Regions from separate parts of the Cricetulus griseus genome. Here region 1 is linked to region 2. A link is a contact called in public Hi-C data. All regions are on one chromosome and are shown on one strand. Each heading gives the region's core, a stretch centred on a gene start, on an enhancer-like site or on the middle of the called end of the contact. The rest is flanking DNA. Distances are from core to core; before and after follow the strand shown.

Evidence for each region. A called contact is a pair of places that touch in the nucleus more often than the background predicts.
Region 1: a Hi-C map of the CHK-Q cell line shows a contact between it and region 2, with 4 times the contacts expected there. The contact joins the enhancer-like site here to the promoter of Garem1 in region 2. A contact is called at or near these places in 2 of 8 Hi-C or Micro-C datasets (the CHK-Q cell line and fibroblasts).

The regions. Positions count from the first base shown.
Region 1 is chr2:215,791,728-215,794,740 of CriGri-PICRH-1.0, reverse strand. All of the region lies in intron 2 of Garem1 (GRB2-associated and regulator of MAPK protein 1), which reads right to left. Among named protein-coding and RNA genes, the nearest start is that of Garem1, 63 kb to the right of the region's middle. Within about 2 kb of position 1,735, at least 1 of the 6 cell types and tissues checked has open chromatin away from gene starts, as enhancers often do.
Region 2 is chr2:215,729,014-215,731,964 of CriGri-PICRH-1.0, reverse strand. Garem1 (GRB2-associated and regulator of MAPK protein 1) reads right to left here and starts at 1,474. Exons shown (of 7, transcript XR_004768373.1): 1 at 997-1,474.

The DNA of each region.
Region 1 (3,013 bases), core at 486-2,985, 63 kb before region 2:
CATCTCTTCCATTAAAAAATTATACATATTACCTTTTAATAACACTATCTTACGAAAACAAGGATAATTCCTATCATAATTGGGACAGCAATGGCACATCTAACAAAATCAGTAAAACACATCAATTTCCTTGGGTCATTATGACTGCTGTTGAGGAGCAGGCACTGAAGCCTGAGCCCACTGCCAGTGCACCCTGGGTTAGTATTTGAAGCAAGGAGAAGTGCATTAGCCACACTGAAGCTCTTTCAAGGGTTGGTGGCAATCTTCAATTTGCTGTTTTAGGAATGTTTGCATTGTTGCCTTGAGTTGAGTACGAATTTCTCTCTGGCCAGAAATAAGTAGAATAGGGTGGGGAGCATGTGAGGAGGTGTTACAACAGGGTAGGCTTTGGTGTACTGCTGTTTGAACTAAAGAGAAGCAGAAGCAGCTTTTATTAACCTCTGCTTGCCACTTTTTTCTCTCCAACCTGTTTCTCTTCAGAAACAGAGAACTCCACTTTCCCAAGGAGGGTCCTAAAAACCCCTCTTTTCCAAAGCCACTCAGAACCCTAGAAGGAACTCTAATCTTCCCCAGGCCCTTGCTTCTGTGTGGGAGATGGCACAGTATTCCTCTTTGTGTGACTCTGGCTTGTTGACCCTCCTTCTAGCAGGAGTCCTGCCCTACTCTGGGGAAGAGGACAGGCCACCCAGAAATGCCAAGAGTTAAAACGGACACACCTTGCATGCCCTCCTTCTCAGTCCCTACCCTTCATAACAGTCATATCCATCCTGAATCAAACACAAAAGTGGACCGTCTTCATGCCCTGAGCATCTTCACTTTGAAGGCTATGGGCTGTGTAAAACTAGAGAAAACAAACCTATTAGCTTTTCTTTTATCAACCTGTCTTTTGCTAAGCATGTCAGTGTGACTTTGAGGTGTGAGGAATGGATCTCCTTGCTGGACAATTTGCCAGACACCAGGCAATTGCATTACTTAGTTTCTTTCTCTTTCCCTCGAGTTATTCCATTTAGCCTAGTAGAGTCTTGAGATTGCTTTATTTTCTGAAAATGAAATAATAAAAGCTTTTCATTCCTATGTTCTCTTGTGTCCCTTTAGTACAAAAGTCTTGATGAAAACCACTGATCCTCACTGCTGTCTTCAGTGCCCACTGGCTGCTAACTCCATTACCAGTTAGCTTTCCTAGTTTCAGTCCTCGAGAATACCCTGGTGAGGACTACCTGCTTCCTTAGTTGGTAGGCAGAAGATTCCTCCAGTAATGAATGGGACTCCAAGCCCAGCAACTGTCCACTCCACTACGAGAAGGAGGGTTGACTACTGATAATGTGCACAGCAAAAAGCTAAAAACCAACACTATCTACTGACTTTTCCTCTAAGAACACGGGGTGAGCCTCAAGGAAGCCAACATACCAGCTAGTTCTAACAGGTCTAGGATGTATAGATGACACAAAGTGCCTCTACAAACTTCCCAAGAGATTACAGTGAGAGAAGCCCTGGAGCCATGTGTCCCAGCTTCCAATCATACGTATTGGCTGTGTTACATCAGAGACTTAACATCCTGGAACCTCATTTGTATTTTTGCAAAATGTGAGGAATGAGAGAAGAGGCCTTAGTGAGTTTGTTGTGCTAGTTGTGTGAAACAATACAAGGCTGGGTGAAAAGACTAGAGAACAATGAGCACTAGCTGAAGTTTACCCATTTACTGTGGCCAAGCAATGCAATCATGGATGCTGCTTGCTTGCTTGATGTTAATAATTAATAATGGCCAGCCTGTCTGGGATAAGTGTTCTTTGGCCTAAGATGTCAGTTCCCAGGACTTCCCAAAGGCAAGTTTGTGACTTTCCATTTTTATCACTGATTGTATGCAGAGCAAGTATGAAAACTGTGGTTCAACACTAGCAGTTACTTTTGCAAACTTATGATTCATGCTAATTAAACTTGTAACTCAGGAGAATGAAATCATTTGTTTCAACATTTCCCTTTGTTCAGTAATTACAATTCAAGGTTATATTAGATAGCACACTATTATAATTTTGTCGTGAGCTAGACACTGCACATGTCACATCTTTAGAAACAGGCACTGCCACATAAACCCTGGTGCTTTGCTGAGTAGGGGCTGTGCAGACTGTATAAGTCTACCAAATGTGTATGCCAGCATCCCTTCTTGTTACATGGGGTGCAGCCCAGGGAGAAGGCACTGAGATAATCTTAGCTTGTTAGAGATTGACCGGATTCACAGGAAGGTGGGAATTTAAAAATAGAAGCTAGTGAGGCTGGAGTTTACCTCAGATACTTATGTCCCAGGAGCAATCTGTTCATCCACAATGATAACAAGCAGTTCATGGAGTGATTTAAATTCTCATGAACACACTCAGAATTTTATCACCTGCCAAGGTGGGGGAGCCTAGACACACAAGCATCTTAAATTCCAATCCATGTCTCAATTCCCTTTCCTTCTCCTCCCCTCTGCTCCTCTTTCCTGTCTGCAATGGGGATTGAAGCTATGCTTCACACATACTAAAAAATGCTCCACCCTGAGCTCTAGCTATTTACTTTCTGCTTTGAGATAGGTTCTTACTAAGTAGCCCAGTCTGGCCTTGAACTCTGTGTGCACCCCAGCCTGACCTTGAATTTGTAATGTTTCTATTTCTGCCTTCTCTCCTAGTTGCTGGGATCACAGGCCTTGCCCACCAGAGCCAGGCTCACCTCTTTGGTTTCTTAAAGCCATGTCTTGGTATGTTTTTGTTCTATTTTTGGCTGTTGTTGGTGTTTAGAGACAAGGTATCACTATGCAGTTCAGGCTGACCTGGAAATTGCTATATGTGATCAGGTTGACCTTGAACTCATGAACTTCCTACTCAGACTCCTCTACAAGCATAGGCCACCATGCTAAGTTGATAGTTTCCTTCCTTCCTTCCTTCCTTCCTTCCTTCCTTCCTTCCTTCCTTCCTTCCTTCCTTCCTTCCTTCCTTCCTTTTGAGAGGTGAGCAAGAAGAATCCCTTGCTTCAAAGGCCT
Region 2 (2,951 bases), core at 225-2,724:
TGTGACTTGAAGAAACGGCATCCTTCTGTTCAGACCAGTTTTGATCTGGCTTGTGTGTGACCACAGCTCTATCTATGTGCCTGCCTGGTGCCAGCCCGCCCGGCTGCCCTACAGCAGAGCAGACTTCTTCCTACAATCTGAAGTCCCAAGAAGCTTAACTGGGTGAAGTTACAAGTGCAAAAAAAACAGACACAACTTAAACTGTCCCCTCCAACATCTCAAAACTAAAGGTGTCCACTTGACTGACAGTAGCACATCTACATATTTGTTTGCATATGTCACAGTGCAGAATAATCAGTGTGTGTGGTGGGGGGCGGTGTTCTTGGTTGTTTTCTTGTGGTCAGTTTCAGGAAATACAGGCATTTCTTGGTTCAGAGCTCAGATTGCAAATCAATATGCTTTAGCGGCTTAAAATATTTTTTCTAAGCTGGAAGCGCGCTATGCTAATAATTAACCGTAAGCATACCATCACTTCTGCTAAAGACATTTTCTGCACACAACCCTAAATCACTCGTTGTTGTGTTAAACAGAGTAGACGAGCTGTAATAAAAGATCTCCAAGAAACGTGATCGTTTTCATTGGGTCACCCGGGAGCTTTTCCTCTGAAATCTGCAGTTTCTTGGCAGACATAGGGAAGACCGGTTGGAGAGAGCACCCCAAACAAGATACCACCCAGAGCCCAATTATTTTCGTCAGGAAGTTGCCTAAGACAACTTCAGGGTTCCCAGATTGAGTAATTCTTGCATCCAAGGTTACTATCTGCAGGTTTCCACGATGTTGATTTTTTTTTTTAAGGTGCCCTTATTAACTGCACTGCAAGGGTTCTGATTTGCACCTCTCTGGCGACGGCGGCTGCTGCTGCTGGGGGGGAGTGGAGTGCCGCGCCAGGGCTGCGGCAGCCCTCGCAGGCCAACTAGACAGCCAGGGGCGAGCACTGCCCCCGCCCCCCCCCGGGTCCCACCCTTCCTGGCACCCGCGCGCCCCGCCGGTACTCACCGCTGTCCAGCCGCGCGATCTGGGGCAGCCGGTAAGTGCTGACCAGCAGGTCGAGCGGCACAGCCACTGGGCTCCACTTCACATCCTTGAGGCTGCAGCCCAACGAGGGCACCGGGTCCATCTTCCCCACCTCCTCCGGCCCCGCGCTCCCGCGCCCGCTCCACCGCTGGCTGGCGGGCGGCTTCGCTCTCCCGCCGCGGGCAGCCGGGCAGCGAGGCACAGCGGCGGGGACGCCGGCACCCGCCTTCAGCGGCCACACCGAGGCATGGCTGGCGCCCCGCGCCCTCAAGCCAGGGGAGCGCTGCAGGCGGCCCGGCTGGCTGCGGCGGCTCCTCTCCTCCTCCGCCTCCCCTGGCCCGGCTCTGCAGCTGCGGCGGCCGGCCGCCCGCCTCCTCCTCGGGCCCCTCCTAGCCTCCGCCTCGAGCACAGTGTGAGGAGGAGCCGCGGGTCGGAGGAACGCCATAGCAGCGCTCCCGGCACTGACTAATCAACAAGGGGCATGGGACGCCTGCGCAGCCCGCCCTGGCACCGCCTCCGTGCCCGCCTCCCACCGGGGACTCCGCCTCCCTGGGGCACAGGCTCCGCCTCTCCGACTCGGACCTCGCCTCTTTTCCTCGGATCCCGCCTCCACGCCACTAGCTCCACCTCTCTGGAGCCGAGGCTTCACCTCCCTGGAACGCGGGCTCCACCACTAGCTCCGCCTACCTCCGAGTAGGCTCAGCCTTTCACAGTTCCCGCCCACACATAACCCCGCCTTCCTCTGGCGCCGCCTTCCTTAACCTAGCCCCGCCTCCTCAACCACAGTACCCATAGGCCCCGCCTCCCTAGCTCCGCCTCCTACAGGCCCCGCCTCCCGCACATTTCTCTAGCTAGGAGCTCTGCCTCCCTCCGAGGCGGCTCCCGGGACTGTGGTACCCGCTCGGCTGCGCTCCGCAAGCTTTGGCTCTCGCTCCCCCGTCCGACCGCTCGCGCGCCCTGCAGCCTCGCCCGGCGCGTCCTTCCCGGTGCCCGCGGTGCAGCCAGCGCTCTTCATGGTCGGCAGTGGCGAACTCTGATGTTGCCTCTGGCAGCTACAGCAGGTTTTCCTGGCTATAGGGACCGGGGCGGGAAAGAGCCAGCCCGTGGAGTTAGCCATCGGTGGTGCTTCCTGACTCCATGACTCCATAGACGGAGATGAAAGTTTCTGTGATCAGTTCAAGTGTGGCTGCAAGGCAGGATGCAAAAGATTCCCAGACGCAGAAAGCTGTGGAGTGTCAACGTCCAGGAGGTCATCCTCCTCCAACGCGCAGAGAGGTTCTCTTCTGATAGATAAATCCCCTTTCCTAAACATGCTACCAGAACTTTCGGGGATGTCACAAAATGGCACAACTCTTGGGAAGCGGTGCTAGCATTTAACCCACAGGTTGCTTTCCATAATAATGTTGCCCACAGTCTTGAAATAGGGTTTGCTTGTTGTGGCCAGAGCTCAGATAATAGAAGGGATTACGAGGTCCCTAGTTTCCAGGCAAAGCCCGGACTTGTGTGTTGCTTTTTTTTTTTTTTTTTTTTTTTTCATGAAGTTCAGCTAGAGAGATGAGCAGCTCCTGAGGTGAACCTGTTCCATCAACACGCTTTCAGTATTAGGTGTTCAGTCTATAAGAGGCAGAGCAAGCACCCAGGGGCCATGAAACAATCCCACTGCTTCTTAGAGGGCTGGTTTAAGAAAAATCTGTTCCCATAAAGAAGCCAGTGCGTTTAGTTTTGAGGAAAAACACGAGATTATTTCACACTTCCTTCCTGGGCCTCTCACTTCAGAATATTAGTTATAGTATCTACTAAACGCTTCGGCTAAAGTTTTGCGTTCTGTGTCATTCATGACAATTTTTTTCAGGTGTGAAGGAAAAAATACATCAAAGGTCCATAACTCACATGTTTCAAAACCATATAGTGCTGAGTACCATTTTTTCTAAATAGCT